2 separate regions of the Sus scrofa genome follow, and region 2 is linked to region 1. A link is a contact called in public promoter capture Hi-C data. All regions are on one chromosome and are shown on one strand. Each heading gives the region's core, a stretch centred on a gene start, on an enhancer-like site or on the middle of the called end of the contact. The rest is flanking DNA. Distances are from core to core; before and after follow the strand shown.

Region 1 (5,250 bases), core at 2,109-4,608:
TCCTTTTTATTTATAAACTTGCAGCCACAAGGGAACCATCTGTGGTCACTTCCACTTCAGCAGGGGTTCAGGTGTCTGAAAGGAAGGTAAGTTTCATAGAGAAAGAAGGAGGAAGTACAGTCTCTGATTTGCAAGCCTCCTCTCAGGGGATATTTTTGGAAACAGGGGAGACTCTGATTGACCTTCAGATTCACTTGTCAGTCCTTGATTGGTTCACTATCCATAATTTATAAGACTGGAAAATTTTCAGGTCTTCCTGGGGTTTTTCAGGAGGATGATTCTGAGAGATTTTGCAAGCATAAGAGCTGGACCCTAGAGAGATCAAGCAGGGCTCCTGGACCATAGAGAGATCAAGCAGGGCTCCCTTCCTTTGTGTGGTGATGTGTTGTTCTTGGCCCCAAGAGTGCAGTTTCCTCCTGTGTGCAGAGCCACCATGGGACTTTGCAGGGACTGTGTAGGAAGTTACAAAGATGAATGAAGCATGGGCCTTATTCTTTCCTGCAAAAGAGACAGCTCTAGTTGGCCAATGTTTGGATGGCTGACAAAATTCTGCAAGTGATGTAAGGCAGTTGCAGAGAGGGCAGGAGCAGTTAAGCTACTGTGACATAGCACTAGATGCTGTTCACCAGGGGCCCAGGGGATGACCGGAGCCAGGCTGGGTATTTTCATTGATGTAGCAATTGTGGAACATCTGCTGATGTCAGGCCCTGTGCCAAGGACTCAGGACACAGCAGAGAACCATTCAGTCCTTGCCCTCCTGGAATTCACAGTCAGAAAGACAAACTAAGAGTCCCTGTCATGGCTCAGTAGTGACGAATCTGACCAGTATCCATGAGGATGTAGGTTCGATCCCTGGCCTTGCTCAGGGGGTTAAGGATCCGGTGTTGCTGTGAGCTGTGGTGTAGGTCGCAGACGCTGCTTGGATCTGGCATTACTGTGGCCGTGGTGTATCTCAGATTTGACCTCTAGCCTGGGAACTTCCATAGGCTGTGGGTTGGGTGGCCCTAGGAAAAAAAAAAGAGAAAGAAAGAGAAGACAGACTAGACTTTGAACAAGCAATCCCAAGTGTGTGTGTTGGAGGAGAAGAAAGACCAGGGAACCATAGACAGGATCTGTCATTGGCTGGGCATTTTATGAAGAAATATTTACACTGAGCCTGGAAGGAGAGTTAATGGGACCAAGAGCTGGGAAGGGGATCGGTGTGGTCTGAGAGTTCCAGGCAGAGGGAACAGCATGTGTTAAGTGAGGTGGCAAAAAGGATGAAATCCTCAAGGACGTGGAGCATAGTGAGCCTAGGATCTAAGAAAAGTGGGGGTGGGGCTTGTGGCTGGAGAGGAGGACATGCAGGGCCTTATGAACCATGCCAAGATGGCTGGACTTTGTCCAAAGAGCAGTGGGAAGCTGGCAAAGGATTTTATATGAGGGTATGACATCAGGTTTGCACTCTGAAAAGATGTTTAGGCTGCTGTGTGAAAAAAAAAAAAATAGATTGCAACAGGCAAGAGTAGATAGGGGAATAGCTATTACAGTCAGCCAGGGGAGCAGAGATGGTGATGTGGGCCCAGGTTGGGGCAGTAAAGATGGAGAGTGGCGAGTGGACTCAGGAAGAGGTTTAGGGTATAGAATTGATGGGACTCAGAAATGAATGACCTGTTCGGACTGAGGAGGAGAAGATTTCAGGATCATTCTTGGGTCCATCTACAACCATTCTTGTTACTTCCTGTAGGACTGCAAATGAGTGGGAGGAGATCATAGGTTTATTTCTTAACTCCTGAGTTTGAGGTGCCAATGAAACATCAAAGAGGAAATGCCAAATCAATGAATCAATGGGTTTATGGGGTTTGAAGATTAGAAGAGAGGGCTGGCTGGAAATTGAACAGTAGGAATTATTGACGCATGGATTTGAAATAAAGCCATGGGGTGGGGGGTGAGATCACCCTGGGAGACGAGTCCAGGCCAGAGGCCTGAGCAGCTCTAGCAGCAGAGGGCAAGAGGGCAAAGGAGGCTGAAAAGGAAGAGGTTGGAGAGAAGAAACCAGAGAGCTAGAAGCATGGGGGCCCAAGGTAGCATTTTCTGAGAAGAGGCAGCTACCCAGCCGTGAAATGCTGCTGAGATGTCAATAGGAGGGGGTCTGAAGACCTCACTGTCCACTGAATTGAACAGACTGTTGATCTTGGGCGTTTCTGGTAGATTAGTGGGAGCAGAGGCCACAATGAAGGTGGGGAAGACCAGTGAGTAGAAGGGGTTTTAAAAGGTCACCCCACCCCAGGGATGAGCCAGGGATTGGTACAGGGATCCAGGGAAGAGAGGCTGAAGTTTGAGAGCTTGGTGCCTCACTCTGATCAAGAAGACATGGACCTCAATGTCAACAGAGAGGACCAATAGGGAAATGGCTCCAGGTGGCTCCTGGAGCAAAGAAAGTGAGTGGGGTATAGGAGGAGGCATCCAGTCCCCGTGGACCACAGAGACCACACTGAGATTCCCGCTGCTCTCTGGAGAGCCTGTGATTAAGGCCCACAGCCCTGGGTGCTCCTGGTCGCACCTGTTTCCCCTAAGAGGCCTCCAAGGGTCAATCAGGGAACAAACCCAGATGAACAAAATAAGGAAGTGCTGTGTCTTGGGTTAAGAGGGTCGGCCTTTGGAGCAGAAAAACCAGTGTTAAAAATCTGGCCTCAGAGTTCCCTGGTGGCTCAGTGGGTTAAGGACCCGTCATTGTCATTGGTGCAGCTCAGGCTGCTGCTGTGGTACAGTTTTGATCACTGGCCTGGGAACTTTTGCATGTTTTGGGTACAGCCAAGAAAATTCTGGCCTCACCACATGCTCTCTATGTGATTGGGGGCAAGTTTCTAAACATTTCTGTGGCTTACTAGAATCAGAAATGTTTCAGAATGGAAAAAGTGCAGCGATTAGAATGGAGGTAATTAGGAACTGGAAAATCCTTTTCCTCAGGTTTTCTCTTCTGGGGTATAATTGGTTATCACCCTCTACTTATTAACAAGGTCCTTCCAGAATCAAGGAAAGAAGAACGGCAGGCTGACCAGCAGTGCCTTGGAGAGGCACACAGGTGCTCCCTGGAAAACAGAACCTGGGGTGACAAAACTCCTCAGGGCTGTGCCCGAGCCCAACCTGGCTGTCCTGACGGCTGGAACTCAGCGCAGATCTGCCTGCCAGGCCCCGCCTGGTCTGGCAAGCCCATCTGCATCAGCACCTGGGACAGAAGGCCAGTCAACTGCCACCCCCGTGCTCCCCGCCCACCGCACAGCCTTCTCCCCAGGTGGTGCCCATCAAAGGTAAACAGGGAGCCAGCCAAGCAAACACATTTGTGCACCATCATCATCATTCCTGAGCTATTAACACCACGTACAGTGTGTGTGGGCATGGCTGACAGCCCAGCCCCACAGCAAGCCGGTGACGCCAGGCCACAGCCATCCTCTGCCCCCCAGCCAAAGGCCCAGAGGCCCCATTCTGGATTGCCGTGTGGATGGAGGGACAGCACCAGCTGGTAAGCTCCCCTGGCTGGTGGTAGAGAGCCTCTCTTCCTTCCCAGCACCCCTGGTCCAGGAGAAGCCTTTTTTGGCAAGTGGGCTGCTCTGAACACAGGCCAGGGAGGCGTGTGGGGTCAGGCCAGGATGGTTAGGGCCGTGGGAGCCAGGAGCCTCCCAGCAAGGTCGGAAGCATGTGAGATCCCCAGGAAAGACCAGGAGGCTTGGGTTATTCCCTTTGATCTGAAGAGCAGATCATAGCTCTCACAGGAGGCGAAAGGAATCGAATAAGGGAAAGCTTGGCCACGTAGCATAGTCCGCTTGGGTTGCCTCTTCCCAGTGGGTGTCTCACACCCAGTCTCCCCCAGGGGACCCCCCCCAAGCCCTTCCTTGTGGGATCTCAGCTCTGGAAGAGCCGGCACACAGCTTCTCCTGTGTTCAGTGCCTACCGGCCATGCTGGCCAACCTGTCTCCTTCTTAGAAGGGAGACGTGAGCCCTGGGCTTTCTGTTGGTATCTGCTATGCCGAGCCTCTCTGACTTGATCTTGGCCATTCCGGGGCTGAGGTGCAGAGGGCAGGCATGCCAGGTTCTACCCTTAGTACCTGAGCAACCTTCTTTCATTCATTTATTTACTCATCCAATCTTTAATGAATGCTTGCTACAACAGGTGACCTGCCAGCTGCCGGGGACATAGCAGAGAACAAGGAGGCCAGGTTTCATGGAGTGTATGTTCTCCTGGGATTCACCCTTTTTTTTTTTTTAAATCATTAATAAGGTTGTGCTATTTGAAAATTGTATTTTTTTCCCCTAGCCATACATCGCTGGTCCCTTCTGCATTTTGTCAACTTTCTCACTCCTTAATTAAAATCTTCTTATCTTTAGTATATTGATTATAAGAAAATCCTCCACCCCGAAGGAAGCTAAATCTGCTCAGTTACTTGCATTGGACAGTGTTTTGCATGTATGTGTGTGTGTGTGTGTGTATACATAGGTTTTGTGTTTTGTATACACAGGAACACTAGTGTCTGGATAATGTTCCAGTTGGACAATGCCTGATTTAAGCCTCCTTTTGGTCCTGTGGCTGGGAAGGATCTTGGAGAAAGCAGGCTTGGTTATTCTCTTTGCCCTTGGAGAATATTCACCCAACGAATGAAGATTTGTTAGGGATTCGTATTGCGGAACACTGAGCTAGGTGCTCTGGCGGGGAGGGGTTCTGGGGTTGCCTGCCGAGATGGCAGGAAGGGAAAGGCCCAACCTCTCCCTCCGGAGGCCACCAGGAACATGGGACCATGTCCATGCGGGAGTGGGTGATACGAGGCCATCATGATGAAGGCCAGCAGGTGCTTCAGAAAAGCTGAAACCACTCTCAGGGCTCACAGGCATCCGTGCTGAGTATTCTAATAGACACTCCTGGTTCCACCCCTCCCACAGCCCTAACGCATACCTTTCCTCTTCTAGCTCTGAGTCTTCGTAAAATCAGCACCACTGGGTACTTGTCCTAAATGAGGGGCTACTGGCACACGCTTCCACCACACTGGCAGAGCTCACCCAGGAGCCAGGGACTCGGTTTTCCTTGTTTTGTCTTTTTGCCATTTTCTTGGGCCTCTCCTTTGGCATAGGGAGGTTCCCAGGCTAGGGGTCGAATTGGAGCTGCAGCTGCTGGCCTACACCAGAGCCACCGCAACGCAGGATCCGAGCCGCGTCTGCAGCCTACACCACAGCTCATGGCAACGCTGGATCCTTAACCCACTGAGCAAGGCCAGGGAC
Region 2 (5,827 bases), core at 578-3,077, 590 kb before region 1:
ACGAGGTAGCTCACATATTTGTGGAAAAATAAAGGCTCCCGGCACTTGAAGGTCTTTTGCTGCTTGTTATTACACTCTCTCACCTTCAGGTTTTTGGTAATCATGTGCCTGCCCCGGCAGTCTCTTCCTCTTTCTACTCGCCACCTTTCTAACCTTGGCTGGTGATAACCTGGCTTATAAACATTTTAAGCAATGTAAGATTAAGCTGGTTATGGGAAGACCCTAAAACTATTTTCTAAGAAAAACACAGGTGGTTTGGTGCAGGGATTTGGTGACTTATTTTTATTGTCCCAAGGCCTTTTTATTTATTTCCAGGTTCTCAGCTACTCTTCTGAAAAGCAAGGTTGCAGGAAAGATGGACAGGTCATACTGCAGTATGTCTGATCACTTTTCATTTTTTGTAAGAAAAATAGCGTTATATCTGAAAAGGCACTCAGCAAAAAATTAAAGTGAAGCAACATGAATCATAGGATTTCCTTGGGATATAGATGAGAGAGGGAGAGAGCGCAATAAATAAATATTACTTTTACAATCAAAAAAGCCATTTTCATTAAAAAATAAATTGGAAAGATCCAATGTCACTGACCTAGCTCAACGATTTTCCGATTTCCTTCTAGCATATTTTATTTCATCCCTTTTTTTTTTTTTTTTTGGTCCATGCCAGGGCCAGGGATCCAATGCGAGCCACAGCAGTGGCCAAGCCTCTGCAGTGACAACGCTGGATCCTTAACCCGCTACACCACAAGAGAACTCCGATTTTGTTTTTTACTATTATAGATATTGTATTTATGGGTTTTTATTTTGATTCACACTTGGTTTGCCATAAGTAACCTACAGTTACTCTAATACTGAAAAATAAACGGAAAATATGAAATGCAAGAATGCTAACGATCAATAGAGTGAACGGCCTGTTGACCTCTGCTCCACTCATTTTATACACGTTCCACGAATAATACCCAACCTGGATGGTGTTATGGCTCAAAACACTTTAGTTCATTTCACTTTCATAACAGCCCAGTGAGGTGGGGGCACCTTCTGGAAGGTAAAATAACTTGGTTAAAGTCACTGGCTAGCCCGGGGAGAGGTTCAACAGCCTGGTCCGGAAAACAGGAACAGGTCTTTGGAGGCGCTTCTAGTTACACGAGAGCTTTTACTACGCTCTGGCCTTTGTTTCCTCATCTGACAGTTACCTTCACAGACTCAAAACCTGCCTCTTCCCATCGAGGCACAGGGCGGCCTGGGGAAACCTGTAGTTCACACCAAAAGCCAACAGGCTCCATGCCCAAGGCCCCAGTGCCAAGGCAGTAAGAAGAGAGAACACGGTCCGTCCCTCCCGCGAGCAGCGGCTTCTGCAAACTGGCCCCAGACTAACCTGACCAGGTCGGTCATGCAGGAGCCCACCACCACCACTGCCGCCGCCACCTGCTCCTGCCACTGCCTCCCGGGTTCCCCAGACGCGGCCATTGCTCTACGTCGGCGCTCTCCAACCAGGAGGCTGCCCTTTAACCTTTGCCCGACCCGGTAACCAGGGACGCCACTCCTACGCTCCCTAACGACGCGGGCCTTGCAGGACGTCCGTGCGGGTCGCCCACCTGAATGCCCGAAATAACCCCGCCCACCAACTGCCCCCAGTTCTTCCAGGAATTGTCTCCCTGCACAGCTTCCCGCTACAGAGCCCTCCTGATCGGTCCAGACTCCGTGCTGCTTGCCGCGCACGAGGCAGGCGCCGAGGCAGGAACTTTCAGGCACTGCGGGGACGCCTCTCCGAGCGCCTGGCCTGGCGCGGCCGGGGACGCGCACGCCGCCCGGCTCCTGGGCCGCAGAGGGGGCGGGGCGGGACGTCCGGGGGGCGCGCACGCATCCGGCCCGCGGTGCGCGCGCAGGTTGGTGCGTCGGTCGGGGGCGCGCTCGGGTAACCTGTACCCCACGTAGTCGCCGGTTACCGATCGGACTAAGCTCCAGGTACCTGGACTGGGGCTGGTGCGGGGAGGTTGGATCCCGAGTCGCACAGGTGGTGCTAAGGACAGTGGTTTAAATATGCCCAGGGCTCGCCTCCTCTTTCTATAGAGAAGGCCCCTGTTCCAAAGATGCCCTGTTCATTCCCATCATGCTGGCTCCCTAGAGAACGAGCCCCCAAGGCCAGAGGCTGCTCTTTCCATGCCTAGCCCGCCCCTGGTCCCTGATTAAGCTCAGCTCCTTCCTCCTTCCCGCCTGATGAGGGGATCGTACAATTTGGGAGAAGGAAGAGCCTCTGGTCCCTTTTAGATGTCCCCCTTTGGAGCGGGATGTCATTCTTTGGGTTCGAGTCGACTTGTTTTTCTTGAACATTGCCCCTTGGAGAAATTGCTTCCCCCGTGTAACTTCCCTCGTGCGCTGCGTGACGTCGACGTGACGCAGCAGGACGCCACCCCTTTCCGTTCCATGACGTAAGCTGGGCACATGTTTCCGTGTTTGTCATCCCATCTTAATTGCAAGAAACTGACGATGCTTCAGACGTCTTTGTATTCCCCAGGCTGCCCATCAGAGGACCTCATGTGACCCTATTTTGAGGCAGCAGATCCCTATAAAAATTGTATTTCTGCATTTTCCTTCTGTAATACGTCAAAATCAGGAAATAGAAATTGCACAATTAGCATTCAGGGGAGGCTGACCACCGTAAATTTTTGCCTATCTAGGATCTCTTATTGTGCTTCGATGTGTAAAGTTACTACTGGGGGTTGAACCCCCATCCGTGTCCCTTACTCAAAAGGATTGCGCCAAAGAACCATCTTTTTTGGCTGTTTGGTGACCTGTGATTTTGGAATCAGTGGTTTTTTTTTTTTTTTTTCCTTAGAGAAGTCACAACAGCTCCTGCTGAAACATTTTAATGCTGCATGAAATCTTGCACTGTCAAAAGATAGTGTTCTGGCTGTGCTGGAAACAAAGACAAATTCATTCCTTCAGGTGTCATTCTAAGGTCATGCCAGTTGCTGAATTGAATGGGATGTTGTCACCTTAAGTATAGTTTGGTTTCTGGAGCAGGTTTGTTCCCTTTAGTGTTTGCCTGGTGAATCACTAGGCTTCAGCAGTAGACCAACAGTAGTCTAATTTGTTTCTGGTTGTCAAGCAACCATTAGTTTAAATTGGTGACTTTTTTGCTCACATTTTACTAGATGTATGCTTTTTTTTTTTTTTTTTAAAAAAAGCACATTCACTTTGATGCTTTTATTTTTTTGGTGATTGAAGTTATAAATGTTTATTTGAGAGGAAGATGGGTATAGTGGACTTGGAGGGAGATCTGGATTTGAATTCCGATCCTTCTTGCTAGATTTGTGAATCTGTGACTTTGAATAAGTTACTCAATCTTGCCCAGCTTTGGTTTTCTTATCTGTGAAATGGGAATAATACTCTTAACCAGAGAACAGGGTAGTTGTGGGGAAATAAATGAAATTACAGATAGAGGTGGGTAATACAGTGCCCGATACTAAGTCGATTTTCAGAACGTGTTGGGTCTGTTTCCTTTTTTCATAGAAGTGAGAGGTAAAATAGGTATTGTGGGGAAGTACATGGAAGAATAATTCTGTAATGTAGGTAAGGTCCTTTTGCTTTTTCCAAGATGAGTATTTCTGTTTTGCATATGATCTAGATAAGCATCCTTTCAAGAACTGTGACATCAATGGGTAGAAATAAAAGTGGAAATGTTGCAGAATAGGAAAAAAAAAAAGCCTTCAAAATGATAATATAGGCTAGTATGCCCTTCAGAGACAAATTATAAAAGTTATCCATGTCATCTGTAAAATGGGAATTTGAATTCACACCTTAATGGGCCAGGGTTGTGAAGATCAGCTGCACTAATGCATATGGAAGCTCTTTATAAGAAATAGAAGTGTTATTAAAATACACATGATTTTTATGACTGATAATACAGGCATTAGATGTTTATTCGTATGTCGTGATCACATACTGGAATGGTGGCGGAAGAGCGTCTGTTAAGTGGTCAGAAGAGGAGCTTGTTTTATGTCTGCAGACAGCATGATTTGAGCACTGGAGGATAAAGCTTTTTACTGCTTCGGGGGTCCTTCTGGGTGTTATCACACTCTATAGGGTCACAGTGTCATTATTTATTGAAAGATGACTGCAGCCCTTCCCTTAATTCCTACTCTGAAATGATTAAAACAGGTACCAGTTTACAGCCTTTAGCAGGGAACTGTAAACTCTCATGTGGCATGATATATGAAAACTGGAACGAGCTCATCATTTACTTGTAACTTGCAGGAAATTAATTTGCTTTTGATGTGGGATTATCCTTTCAGATTGAGGAAGAAAACCATCATTTAAATTGACTTATTCACCTCTGAAAGTGGAGGCTTTCATTTAGAAATCTATTAAGAGGAATTCACGTACCCCCTCCCTCCTCCAGCCCCATGGGTTTCCAAGTAATTTAGAGATAATTTATTGGTTTTCCTTTTGTATTTTCACAGCTAAGAACTTCTTAGTGCCTTAAAGTCAAAAACTTTTAGATCCATGTTAGTTTGTGTTGCTTAATACCCGAATAGGTATGTGTTTTCATGATTTAACTGTGAAGTAGATTTTTGCTACGTCTGTTGCTCAGATCCACCATTTTCTACCAGATTTTTTGAAGGCATAATATCTTCCCTTCATACCTAAATATTTCTGTAGTTTTTGTCTCTGTATTCATTGTTAAAAGATGTTTACTGGGGGCTTAGTTTGTGCTGAGAACTTTTGTTTCTTTTTCTTTTTCTTTTTTTTTGTCTCTTGAGGGCCGCACCCATGGCACATGGAGGGTTCCAGGCTAGAGGTCGAATGGGAGCTGTGGCCCCTGGCCTATGCCACAGCCGCAGCAATGTTGGATCCGAGCCATGTTTCAGTCTACACCGCAGCTCACAGCAGCACTGGATCCTTAACCCACTGAGTGAGCCAGGGATCGAACCTGCATCCTCATGGATGCTAGTCAGATTCGTTTCCACTGAGCCACGACGGGGAACTCCGGGACAGCTTTTAAGTAAAGTGTGGCAGTGTAGAAATTGGCTTTGGAAAGGGGGTGGGAATTGGATTTTAAGGATAGCAGCTCTTTCTGAAAAGTCTTTGTCTCAGTAGGGGAGCTGGAGGGTGATGGGTTCTTCTGGAAGGTCATTGAAAGAGGCTGCCACAAGACGGGAAATAAGGTGTCATGCAAGTGACACTTCTGTGTGCCGTGCCAGTTTCCAGGAAGCTTGATATATCCAGTTCCTTTGGATAGTCTCATATCATTCTTTCCTTTTCCTTTCAGTGGTGATTTGCAAGTCAGAATGTCCCCAGAAGTGGCCTTGAACCGAATTTCTCCAATGCTCTCCCCGTTCATATCTAGCGTGGTCCGTAATGGAAAAGTGGGACTAGATGCTACCAACTGTTTGAGGATAACGGACTTGAAGTCTGGGTATGTACCAGAGCCAATCCAACCTTTACTTGATAATAAACCTTTCTCATCACACTTGTAAAAATTGAACACCACAGAAATTCATCAAGTCATGACCTTATCATGTGTCGATTTAGTTGTTTTTGTCCATTTCTTGATATTTTATGTTGCAATTTGGTTTTGTTTTTTGTGCTTCCCCACCCCCTTTTTTAGGCTCACACCTGTGGCATTTGGACATTCCCAGGCTAGGGGTCAAATTGGAGCTGCAGCTGCTGGCTCTGCACCACAGCCACAGCAATGCCAGATGTAAGCCAAGTCTGCAACCTGCACCACAGCTCATGGCAACACCAGATCCTTGACCCACTGAGGGAGGCCAGGGATCGAAGCCACGTGCTCATGGGGACTAGTCGGGTTTGTAACCCACTGAGCCAC

What was found. Promoter capture Hi-C pulls out the DNA fragments that hold promoters and counts their contacts.
Region 2: a promoter capture Hi-C map of fetal skeletal muscle shows a contact between it and region 1, with 4 times the contacts expected there. The contact joins the promoter of BABAM2 here to the promoter of PLB1 in region 1. A contact is called at or near these places in 1 of 5 promoter capture datasets (fetal skeletal muscle) and 1 of 2 datasets of contacts at active chromatin or transcription factors (alveolar macrophages).

Annotation. Positions count from the first base shown.
Region 1 is chr3:110,739,343-110,744,592 of Sscrofa11.1, reverse strand. It overlaps PLB1 (phospholipase B1, membrane-associated), which reads left to right and starts at 3,358. Exons shown (of 59, transcript XM_021087673.1): 1 at 3,358-3,502.
Region 2 is chr3:111,324,414-111,330,240 of Sscrofa11.1, reverse strand. BABAM2 (BRCA1-A complex subunit BRE) reads left to right here and starts at 1,827. Exons shown (of 12, transcript XM_021088348.1): 1 at 1,827-1,962; 2 at 5,270-5,416. The coding sequence starts at 5,289. It overlaps RBKS (ribokinase), which reads right to left and starts at 1,465. Exons shown (of 8, transcript NM_001315776.1): 1 at 1,373-1,465. The coding sequence starts at 1,464.